Regions from separate parts of the Zea mays genome. Here regions 1, 3 and 4 are each linked to region 2. Evidence: chromatin contacts called from public Hi-C data. All regions are on one chromosome and are shown on one strand. Each heading gives the region's core, a stretch centred on a gene start, on an enhancer-like site or on the middle of the called end of the contact. The rest is flanking DNA. Distances are from core to core; before and after follow the strand shown.

Region 1 (2,853 bases), core at 138-2,637, 260 kb before region 2:
CCTGTGGAGCGCGCGCATCGCTTCCTCTGCACTGTGCGCGTGCTTCCATTCTTCTTCAACCTTGCGTTGCGTGCCGACACACGTACAGCGAGCAAGAAATGCTGTCAGCTTTGCGTGATCCAATCCAACCAAGAGAGATGAGAGCTCCGTCGCAACGCGATTGCGGCACGAATGTGCAATCAAGATGAACCAACCAACTCAACTAAAATAGGTGTCGATTATAAACACGGCAAGATGCATGCAGGCATGGCATGGCATGGCGTGCAGCATGTTCGTCGTCACAGCTCACACGATAGCACTGTTTACGCTACGGTAGCTGCGCCGTCAGCTGGCGAGGTGCGCGGCTGCTGCACGATGTGCCTAGATGAGCAGCAGCCTGTGCTTGTCGAGGAGGAGCCAGATGCGGCGGAACGCGGCGACGACGGCGCGGTGGTGCTCGGCGGCGTTGAGCGCGAGGTAGCACGCGAGGAGCTCCTCCAGGTCCTCGGACGAGCGGATGCCGTTGGCCACCACCATCTCGGACATGCTCTCCGCCAGCTCCCGCTCCGGGTCCGACGACGTCTTCACCACCACCAGGCTCTCGTACAGCCACCGCCGCCTTCGCCGCCGCGTGGGCGCGCGCAGGGACGGCACCGGCGACACCTCCCCCTCCTCCTCCTCCTCCTCCGCGGCCGCCGCTTTCCCCTTCTTGATCGCGACGCTGTCGTGGTCGCACCGGCGCCGGCGCCGGCGCCTGGCCATAGGCGAGCTCACGTGGAACCTGCGCGCCCTGGTGGACGGCGTGGTGGCTGCCGACGTGGTGGCGCTGGCGCTGCTGACGCCACCGCTGGCCGAGGCGTCGTCGACGGGGGGCCTCGTGACGATGGGCCGCAGCTGGAGCTCGGGCGTCCCGGGCGGCGCGTCGAGGCCGCCGAGCCGCCGGTCGCCCGCGCGGCGGTGCACCACGTCGACGCGGACGTCCAGCAGGGCCGCCGCCGCGTCGGCGGCGCAGGGGAGGTCCCTGTCCTGGCGCGCGCGGTCCGCGCTGGCGAAGTAGTAGGACGCCCGGTTGGGGGACACGGCGCAGGGCGCTGGCAGCGACGACGGGCGCTGGCCCTGCGCCGGCGCGTCCTCGGCGGCGAGGCCTCTGGCGCACGGGCCTTGCTGCTTGCCCTTGCTCCTCCTCCCCCGGAGCTTCTGGAACCACTTGGGCGCCGGCATGGTGTCACCGTGGACGTGGAGCGAAGATAGGCAGCAGGACACACGGGGACAGAGAGGCCGGCGTCGGCTGCAGCCGCGCGGAGACAGGGGAGTTGGCGTTACGTGAGCGGCCGGCTGCGCGCCTGTGGAAGTGGAAGTGTGGAACTGGCTGGCTTGACGGCCTGCTAGATGGTGCAGGCCTTGGGAATTGGGAGCAGCACTCGCGTGATCAAAGTTATATGTAATGGGGAGATCGGAAATGTTTCCAAACATTCTTGTTGTTATTACTCGTAGAATACAAAAGAAAAAAAGAAAAAAAAATGATAGTGTAAAGTGTACAGCAGAGAGGCCAGGACGCACTGTCGCAGCATGTGTCGATTCTGGTACGCGGCGGTGGTGGACAAGAAGGTCAAAACTACGCGGTCCAGGAGGACCAGGACAGAGGACACACACACGCGCGCATGATTTCACAATCTGTACGCGAGCTGCTGATGCGCCCCACCGAAAGTTTGGTCTCCCGCAGTGGGCCAGGCCTGCCGCTGTGTGTGGCGGGCGCTCGTGCATGCATTGCAGGCCCGATACTTGAGCCGCCGCAGCGCCGCGAAGATGGCCGGTCGGCGCACGGCACGCGCGGCGGCCTCAGCAAGCAGCTGCTGACGCAGGAACAGCGCGGCGCGGCGGCATCGGCGATCGCGGGGGGCACGCATCCGGCCGTGCGCGCGTACGCAGCTGTGTCTGCCCCTGCCCCTGCCCCCTGCCACGGCCGGTCGATCACGCCAGTCGTGCCGGTGGATCTTTGGCGTGATGGAAGCAGTCGGTAGAGAGAATGCGCTCACGGTCGGTTTGGAGCCCCCGATCACCGAGCAAAGAAAATGCGCTCAATCTCTGAAGAATCTAGTCATGGATTTTGTGGAAATGGACCTGAAACTGAAAGCTCGGGACTCTTGATGGCGCAGCAGTGGGCAGTACTACTAGGCCGCTGGCCGTAGCTAAGCTACCCACGCGATCGACAGAAGCATGGACGCCTCCTAACTGAAGCAACGTCGCCTGCACCGACGATCTGGATACCGATCAAAAAGACGCCAAGAGATTCGGTCGTTAGCGGCCACCACACCAGGTCCATGTTGATCCGAAGCAATCATACAACGCACGCCCCAACACATGCCTCCTCTGTCTGTGCATTACATGCCAGGCAGCAGCGCTCACACCTTTACATTACAGTCTTTTCATTTATATATAGGGCCTATCATTCGAAAAAAGGTTAGAGTGGTATAGTATCACCTTTCACGCGAAAGAGTAAAACACCCTTTACGAAAATGAAATATATAAAGAAATATATCCCAACGATAATTGTTACTATCACCTGACCTTTTGTCTGCGCGCTCCTCTCCTGCACGAGCAAAATATGGTGTTTGGGTTTATATACCTTTCTCTGATATTGTAATTATGATTTTAGCACTTTGCCTGGGTATTGAATTACATGTGAAAGTACTCCGTAGGCGATTAGCGCAGATCTTTGGAGGCGAACGCGGTGTTTCGTCGTCTACAAAAACAACAACAAAAATGATCACCTCACAGAAGTCTACGACTAGCGGTAGTGAAAGCATGGGCCAACCAGACAGCCAGCCAGCCACGGTCCACGATCATGAGTGAGATGTGAAAGAACCGATGGAG
Region 2 (2,972 bases), core at 260-2,759:
TGGAATCCCCGAATCTTCTCTAGGACACCGAAGAAGGCAAACAGCCGAAGCTTGAGTGGTCAAGGATCAACCTGATTGATCGGGCTTATTCGGCTGCAGTTAAGAGCATGCGGTCTGTTTGGTTGGCTCCACAACGGGAGCTAGCTGTCTGGGCCAAGCGCTAGTCCGATTTCGAACAGATAGGCTCAGGATCAATGATCATAAGCCTATCCAAGCACTGCCTGCGAAACCATCATACGTGACCTATAGTGTTGACGATCACGTCGTTTACTACTACAAGAACATCAGTTAAGCTCAGAAATAATCTAAATACAACTGGGGCTCTAAACTTACCTTTGCTTCGCCGGGAGCTATTCTAGCAACAGTTCTTTTACAACGGAAAGTATCAACGGCGTGCATCGAATCTTACAGAATGAGATGAAAAAAAACAGTTGGGGCAAAATTCAAAAAAAACGTCGACAGCAGGGTTCGAACCTGCGCGGGCGTAGCCCAACAGATTTCAAGTCTGTCTCCTTAACCACTCGGACATATCGACGATTGGTGAAAAATGATTGAATATACATCGTGTTATGTTTTATTCGAACACTTTCAATTAGTTGATTACGTTAGACCTTCAGCCTGATCCCTTGTACTTTTATGGCTGCAGCTGCTTCAACCTGATCCCTTGTGTTGTCAAATCATCATAAAGCCTTGTTTGTTCGTCCATGTTTATGGTATCTTTAGCGCTTTGATCTGCTTGTCTACCAACGTTGCCTTGTCAGTGTCACGACGGCACTCACCTTGACAGTGTAAACAAAGCTACATGGTTCAAGAGAAGCCCAAATTTCATATTACACCGTGCAACGTACTTCACACCCTTCACTCCTTCAGTACAATTAACAGACTAGGAGCATATACAACAGTTTCATTTTAAAAAACAGAGGAAAACACACAAAGTTTAAAAACTAAGGGCAAATTTGTAGTTACACCTAAAATAGGGTCATTGACGTAATTGCCCCAAAAGAATTAGGGAGCTAACATCAAATCTTGTCTATCAGATTCACCACATTTTCACGGAATAGGGGCATAGGGCGCACTAACCCTAGGTTGGATTACATTCAACTATAGAGGACAATTTTTTATGTTAGCATGTTATCACCTTTTTAGAAAGCATAAAAATAACTAGTACAAAAGTAATTAAACGTAAGTTCATATATCCATGACGATGCTTCTGAAAACCCATATGACTAGCAAACTAGTCTAATGTTGAAAGAGCCATGCCATTGGATTTTATACCCATCCCTTATATGCCATTATGACATTTAGGTGATATTTTTTATATGTATGATATGTAGATCCAGTGGCATACAAAGATTTTATATAATTTTCGATGTCATATCGCGAATAGAGCATTTCACGGTTGCGGGTCATAGCCTTACAGGCCCAACTATACAAAGCCCAAAAGATAAAGCCCGTCACGATATTCGGTCTTATCTGCCACTGCAATTAACGGACCTTCTACGTGGGCCACTCTTCCTCACATCGCCTCCCTCGACGATGGCCGCCGCCACCGCCGCCGCCGCCACGGCGTCGGCTTCGTGTCTTCTCCGGAGGTCTATATCCTCTGCATTCCTCGCGAAGCGCGCGGTCCCTAGCATTCCGCGTACAACTCTCTGCTATTCCTCCTCCGCATCCGCCAGACTCAAACCAACGCCGTCCCTGTCTCCGCCTGTCACGTCCGCCAACGATGGAGGCGGCGGGATGAGGTGGGAGTCAGCGCGCAAGAAGAGGGTGGTGCTCCGCATCGGCTACGTCGGCACTGATTACCGAGGTTTTGCTCGTCGACTATTTAATTTGCCCCCGGGAAATGGGTGCCGTGGAGCTTTGATGTAATGCTTTTGCTATGTGCTTGGCAGGGCTTCAAAAGCAGCAAGAGCTTGGCGTGGATTCGAGTAAGCTCTGAATAATTAACTTGATTGGGCTTTATGCTTAATTTTGTGTGCTCAGTGTAGCTTAATTTACTGCACCGTTGCTGCCTGGTAGTACTAGATGACTCTTTTCGTGCTAGTTGCATTGCTTTGCCGCTAGTGGTTCTGTGCATTGGATCTCTAATGCTTGGTCACTTGTCGAATGATTTAAACTTTCACCGCAATGTTTTGTAATCCTATATAATGATTGTGAAAGGTCACACACTGACACACATGACACAGATGACATTTCTATAATATAGGTACTGAATCATGTATGCTCTATGTACTATAGTTTCTCCTGGTTGTTTTGTTAATTACTCTTTCCAGTCCATTTCATAAGGCATATGTGAGTTTTGAAAAAAAAGTCTACTATATAAGGCACATGTGTCATCTGAAGTCATTAAGCGTATGAATAGGGTTGGGCAAAATATTCAAACAAAGATCACACTTGTGTTGGATGAACTAATAAGTGATGAACTTCGTTTGTTTGGTGTTGGATTGTCATGGTATGTGAAATTGTGAGTATTATTACACTTTTCTAGTGTTTAATTGGTCTAGAATTAACTAGTAATTGATTATATTGTTTTATACATGTGTATATTTTTTTTTGTTGTGACTCGCGAGCTAAACGAACCAGCTTGAGCTCGCAAACGAGCCGAGCTGAGCTGGTTCTCTAGTTCGGTTCTTTAACAAGCCAAGTCGAGCCAGCTCGTTATCTTAACGAGCCAGCTCGAGCTCGACCGAGCCGAGCTGGCTCGATATCCAACCCTACACATGAAACCACGCATTAAGCACAACATGGCTAATTTGGCATGGCACCCACCACGGAGTAAATCATCCTACATGAGAGTAATGTTCCGTGTGTGCATCTTGGTATCTGAATTTTAGGTTTCATGCCTTAGGCCAGCCTTAGGTCACTCTCAATGGGAGTTTTGTTAGAGCTTTATGGGCATTAAATAAGCTGACATGACATAGCATAAAGAGGTGATAAAAGTTTCGTGGGATGAAATGAGTTTCATGGGA
Region 3 (2,975 bases), core at 94-2,593, 500 kb before region 2:
AATCCACTTTAATCCCTCTTTATCTAAATAAGGCCAGCGGTGTACGCCGGTACGTGTTCATCGTGCAAACCCGTGCATGCACAGTTCTTTCAACTTTTAAAAGAGACTAGTTCCCGTGACTAATGTGGAGTGGAGTGGAGTATAGTAAAATCTGGGAGTGCGCTTGCAAATAGCATGGTCTGCACTGCACCAGTCATTCAAAGCCAAAGCCAAAGCCAAAGCTTTGTGGTCACGCTAACCACTTTGTTCTGCCTCGTTCCAGAAATAACAGGGACGGGCATTCCGTTCTATTGGTTTATTCGGTGCGCTTTATCTGGTGTCAAAAAAGTTTGGTGCTTGGAAAATGAAAACCAAACTTTTTGTTCACAAATGAAAAAAAAACCGCAGAATTTGATGTTCAGTTCGGTGTTTGGTATTTTTACAATCATCAAACAACTAGCAGTTTGAAACTGCAAACGTAAAATCACATAAAGAACATACTGATAATTCATCAACTAGTACTTAATAAAATTGCATAAACAAATTAGTGTTGAATAAGAGCAACTAACACATACTAGTTCTTAAAAATTATAATGATATGAGTCTAAGGTTTAAGACGTTGTTTTGCTACGTTTCGGTATTTTGGTATTTTTGGTGTCTAAATATTGAAAACCATACCAAATACCAAATAGAGCTAAAATCCATACCGCACCAAATACAAAAACCGAATAAACCGTAAATTTTGGTGTATGGTGTTTGGTTCGGTATGGTTTTTGGTGTTTGGTGTTTTTTGCCCACCCCAAAATATATTGAATCGTCAATTATTATAGTATTATTACAAACCCTTTTGTGTTTCAAGTAAATGGACTGTCATAAGAGACACTTTAAAAATTCTAGGTAGTTTTAGCATCGTCGTAAATTAATCGGTTCTGTATTCGTAGAAAAAAATAGTCGCCTCTATTGTCCTGATCCTGCGGCCATGGAAGAAGGAAGACTCGCAAACCCGACGCAGCGCATGGGCGCGCAGGCGCACCTGCCTCAAAAGCACCGACGAGTCTAGCCGCGCCGGTCGCCCGGTCCTACTTCTACTCGCTGACTCGCCCGGCCCGGACCGGTCCCGTGCGCTCTGCGGCCTCGAACCACGCGGCCCCACGCGAGTTTCGAGGAGGAACCCAACGCACGGCACGGGGCACTCCCTCGGCCCCGGTCCATGCACACGGCCCAATGGCCCATCCCGGAGCCACCAACCATCCCTCGCGGCCCATCCCATCCCATCCCATCCCTCGGTCGTGCGGTGAACCTGTTCGTCACCGTCCGATCAGCTCTGGCCCTACCCTGGAACATCTTTATTTTTTGTTTCTCCCTTCCACTCCTCGCTCTTTCTCCCTCGCAGCGGTCCAGCCTCAGCCCACTCTCCGTTGCTCCCTGCCTCCCTCGGTCCCTCCCGGCTCCCACTCTCGCCCCTCCTCCCCTCTCCCTGCCTGCATTCTTCAATGAAGTTTTCCGGCGAGTCGGCACCGGCGGCAGCGACGTAGACGGGTGCATCCTGGCTCGGCAGGTACTCACCCACATCTGCTACCACAAGGTTGTTCCTGGAGCCCATATCTAGAGCTCAGTACACTCACATTTGTATCTTCAGTACTACGCAGGAAGGAAGAGAGAGAACCATTTGAAGCTTCGAGGTCGTCACGCACAGATTTAAGTGAGCCCAAACCCGCGGAGTCTCATCCGTTCATCCCACCGGTTCGTTCGTCTTCCTGCATCAGCCCTGAGCGTTTAATTGCGCCGCCGCCTCCTTGTCCTTCGCCCAAGTCTCGCCGAGCAATGCGGCCTCTCGCGCTGCTCGTTCTCGCCCACCTCGCCGCCCTCGCGGCGGCGGCGGAGGCCAAGGGCGGCGTGGCGGGGGCGGGGCTGGGCGACGACGTGCTGGGGCTGATCGTGTTCAAGGCCGACGTGTCGGACCCCGACGGCCGCCTCGCGACGTGGAGCGAGGACGACGAGCGGCCCTGCGCCTGGGACGGCGTCACCTGCGACGCGCGCACCGGCCGCGTCTCCGCGCTCTCCCTCGCCGGCTTCGGCCTCTCCGGCAAGCTCGGCCGGGGCCTCCTCCGCCTCGAGGCGCTCCAGTCGCTCTCCCTCGCCCGCAACAACCTCTCCGGCGACGTCCCCGCCGACCTCGCCCGCCTCCCGGCGCTCCAGACGCTGGACCTCAGCGCCAACGCATTCGCCGGCGCCGTCCCGGAGGGGCTCTTCGGCCGGTGCCGCTCCCTCCGCGACGTCTCGCTCGCCAACAACGCCTTCTCCGGCGGCATCCCGCGGGACGTCGCCGCGTGCGCCACGCTCGCGTCGCTCAACCTCTCCTCCAACCGCCTGGACGGCGCGCTGCCCAGCGACATTTGGTCCCTCAACGCGCTGCGCACGCTGGACATCTCGGGCAATGCCGTCACCGGCGACCTCCCGATCGGTGTCAGCAGGATGTTTAACCTTCGGGAGCTTAATCTGCGAGGCAACCGTCTCACTGGTAGCCTCCCGGACGACATTGGGGACTGCCCGCTGCTCAGGTCAGTGGATCTTGGGTCCAACTCGCTGTCCGGCAACTTACCTGAGTCCCTGAGGAGGCTCTCCACCTGCACATACCTTGATTTGAGCTCAAATGAGTTCACTGGGAGTGTCCCGACATGGTTTGGAGAAATGACAAGCCTGGAAATGCTGGATTTGTCGGGGAACAGGTTGTCTGGCGAGATCCCTGGGTCTATTGGTGAGTTGATGTCACTGAGGGAGCTGAGGTTGTCAGGGAATGGGTTCACCGGAGCCTTACCTGAATCAATTGGTGGATGCAAGAGCCTGATGCATGTTGATGTCAGCTGGAATTCTCTTACGGGTGCACTGCCTACCTGGGTTCTCAGTTCCAGTGTGCAATGGGTGTCGGTGTCGCAGAACACATTGAGCGGGGACCTAAAAGTGCCTGCAAATGCTTCTTCAGTGCTTCAAGGAGT
Region 4 (2,700 bases), core at 166-2,665, 330 kb after region 2:
ACCGTGAGCACGGCTAATATACCAGTTTTACACTCTACAGAGGTTGCACCCTTTACCCACAAGTCATGTATCCCATCTAGCCATGGTTTGCAAGGCCCTTAGACACTTCCGAGGTGAATGGCTAGAGATCCACTATGAGGCCTTTACAAAGTTCCACTAGCTTCAGAAAACCCGCTACAGTTCCTAAGAAGGGCAATATAGGAATCCCTTGTCCGAAAAGCCATCGCAGCATGATCGACCCGAGAACTTTCCTATATGTAGCTCCTCTATCGCTCTTGCTCCTTTTGGGTAAGGTATTCCTCCACTAGCTTTCCTAATTAGTCAGTCAAGGGTGTCACATTCCACCCTTGTGGTAGCACGGATATCTCAAGTTAAGCTCCATGTTCCAATTAACATAATAATCTTGTCATGAACAATAATTAAAACTACAACATGACTATAACATGATCATAATATAACATTAATTTCCCAAAACTAGGTAGAGCAATAGCAAAACTACCCAACAGTTCAGTGGCAAACAAGGTGTGGGATGAACAATGCTAGGGAAGCCTATTAGGTCCCATCAAATTAACCTGAGCATGTCACAGTGATTAACATAAACATTATTAGGTAAAGAAGAGTGATCAAGGGCACAACTTGACTTAAACTTGAGATCCCCAGGTACCAACTTGGTCTTCAAGTGACTCGTAACCTCGCTCCTACTCATAGCAATACAAACAAACATGGTATAGGCAAAATTAACATCACACCAAACAAAAGAAAAAACTGTATAATAATGTTATATGTTTCGTTACGAGATCATAGGTTCGAGAACCACTAAATTCGAAGTTACGGTTATATAGTTATGATTTTCTAAAGGTTTAAGTGTTAGATATAGAACAAATTAAGTGCATAATTTTAACCTATGTTTCATAACAAAATAAGGTTACCAGATGATAAACAACATTAATATGAATTTAATGCAACTGGAATGGATCAAAAAGGAGTTAAAATGAATTAATTACGAATTAAACAAGATTCTCTAATTATTTCTATACTCTAAATCATTTTCTATACTATTTTATTCAATTTATTTGTTCTCTGGGTTGCGCGCGTTATTACCAGAAAGTTTAGGGTCCAAATCATAAATATCGGGACTCGATTCTAATTGTTTTCTAACTGGTGGGGGATGACGGGTTGATTGCCTAAAACACTAAGGTCTCTTTTGCAAATCTGGCTCGGCGAAGGGGTATCCTTTATCCCTAGGCATTGGATAATGCCTGACGGTACAGATTAGATTGAATCCTACGAGATCTCGGCCACTCGATTCTCAATCAACGTTCAGGATTTTAAATGATTGGGTGAACCCTGGCGTGCACGATCCCAATCCAACGGCGCGCGGCAATGCCCCCAAACCGGTATCCCTCATTTTAATCACGACCATCCATTCACAGATCGACGGTAGACACCTGATTTCCTACCTCCCATTCTATTCGTCAATACTTAGGCCAGCTATGGTTCGGCCAACGATGACGGCGGCTGGCGCGCACAGGCCAGCACCGAAGGTGATGGTGAGGACTGAGGACAAAGCATAGTGCGGTCCGTGATATTATCTGTTCTCCAACGCAACACATCGGTACCCCGGACGCTCCCCCGGCTTCACGACGCGATGCGCACGCACGGTGCAGAGGAGGTGAAGTTCCAGCTGCCATTGGCCGCGACGAAGCTCCTCCGATGCGCGTGGGGGTAGCAGGACTCCCAGCGGCCGAAGAGGACTCGAGTTCATCTGAGGCGGCGGTCTTCTCTCGCTCCCTCCTTCTGCCATAGCGACGACGGAAATCCTTCCTCACACGGCCTGGCGTGGTGGTGGTCTCGACGTGGCTTAGGCTGCCCGCAGCGGTAGCCGCGCGGCGCCCCCTTCCCTTATATGGCGGCCACAGGGACGTCCCTATGCGCGTGTTAGCAGAATTTGCAGGTAAAGGAAGACCAGTAGGAAGATAGGAGGAGAAGGAGAAGCTGTCGTATAGAACTGGAGAGTTGGTACAGAATGAGTTTGTTATGCTTTTTCTGATTTCTCTCCTTTACCAGCTACTCCCCTATAACCTCCAGCGTTACCCCAACTTAGAGCACACGTTCACACATTCCGGCCACATTCGGCCCACCAGACGCACAGCGTCTTACACACGCCAATCCGGCCCAAACACCTTCACGCTTGCCTTCCTCGCTCTTGTTCCCCTTCTAGTTTCCACATCAGCAGGAACCCGAGCTCTTTTATCTCCTTGCTTTGGTGCATCCATCCTCACATTCCCCCCTGGAAGAGACACTGCTTGTCCCCAAGCAGGTGCAAATGGAAAGTTATGTCGCAGGGCAATAGCATCCTCCCATGTAGCTAAGGATTCTGGCATGGCCGACCACTTCACCAGCACTTGTGATTTACCTTCAGAATCCAGCCGGCGTTGCAGTATGGCTTCGGGAACCTGAATGTCAACCATCTCTCCCGGTAGCTGAGATACCTGCACTGCCGGACCCACTGCTTTTTTCAGCTGAGATACATGAAAAACAGGATGAATGGAAGATGAAGCTGGCAGTTGCAAACGGTAAGCAACAGTTCCCACTTTAGCCACTATGGAAAAAGGGCCGAAATATTTAAAAGCCAGCTTTTGGTTCGCGCGGGGAGCCAAAGAGGATTGCACATACGGTTGGAGCTTCAGAAAGACTTGG

What was found. Hi-C and Micro-C count contacts between places; a contact is called where the count stands out from the background.
Region 1: a Hi-C map of bundle sheath shows a contact between it and region 2, with 3 times the contacts expected there. The contact joins the promoter of LOC100285514 here to the promoter of LOC100193430 in region 2. A contact is called at or near these places in 4 of 25 Hi-C or Micro-C datasets (bundle sheath, ear, endosperm and 1 more).
Region 3: a contact with region 2 is called in a Hi-C map of endosperm, with 2.4 times the contacts expected there. The contact joins the promoter of LOC100304322 here to the promoter of LOC100193430 in region 2. A contact is called at or near these places in 3 of 25 Hi-C or Micro-C datasets (bundle sheath, ear and endosperm).
Region 4: a Hi-C map of tassel shows a contact between it and region 2, with 1.7 times the contacts expected there. The contact joins the enhancer-like site here to the promoter of LOC100193430 in region 2.

The regions. Positions count from the first base shown.
Region 1 is chr1:56,425,788-56,428,640 of Zm-B73-REFERENCE-NAM-5.0, forward strand. LOC100285514 reads right to left here and starts at 1,388. Exons shown (of 1, transcript NM_001158406.2): 1 at 202-1,388. The coding sequence starts at 1,200. The coding sequence ends at 361.
Region 2 is chr1:56,687,103-56,690,074 of Zm-B73-REFERENCE-NAM-5.0, forward strand. LOC100193430 (Putative tRNA pseudouridine synthase) reads left to right here and starts at 1,510. Exons shown (of 6, transcript NM_001138552.1): 1 at 1,510-1,810; 2 at 1,896-1,931. It overlaps TRNAS-UGA (transfer RNA serine (anticodon UGA)), which reads right to left and starts at 535; the gene lies at 454-535.
Region 3 is chr1:56,187,653-56,190,627 of Zm-B73-REFERENCE-NAM-5.0, forward strand. LOC100304322 reads left to right here and starts at 1,344. Exons shown (of 3, transcript NM_001361410.1): 1 at 1,344-1,537; 2 at 1,619-2,975. The coding sequence starts at 1,804.
Region 4 is chr1:57,012,301-57,015,000 of Zm-B73-REFERENCE-NAM-5.0, forward strand. No RefSeq gene overlaps it. Among protein-coding and RNA genes, the nearest start is that of LOC103644640, 5.2 kb to the left of the region's middle. Within about 2 kb of position 1,416, at least 20 of the 20 cell types and tissues checked have an H3K27ac peak or open chromatin away from gene starts, as enhancers often do. A contact at or near this core is called in tassel, where this site is marked.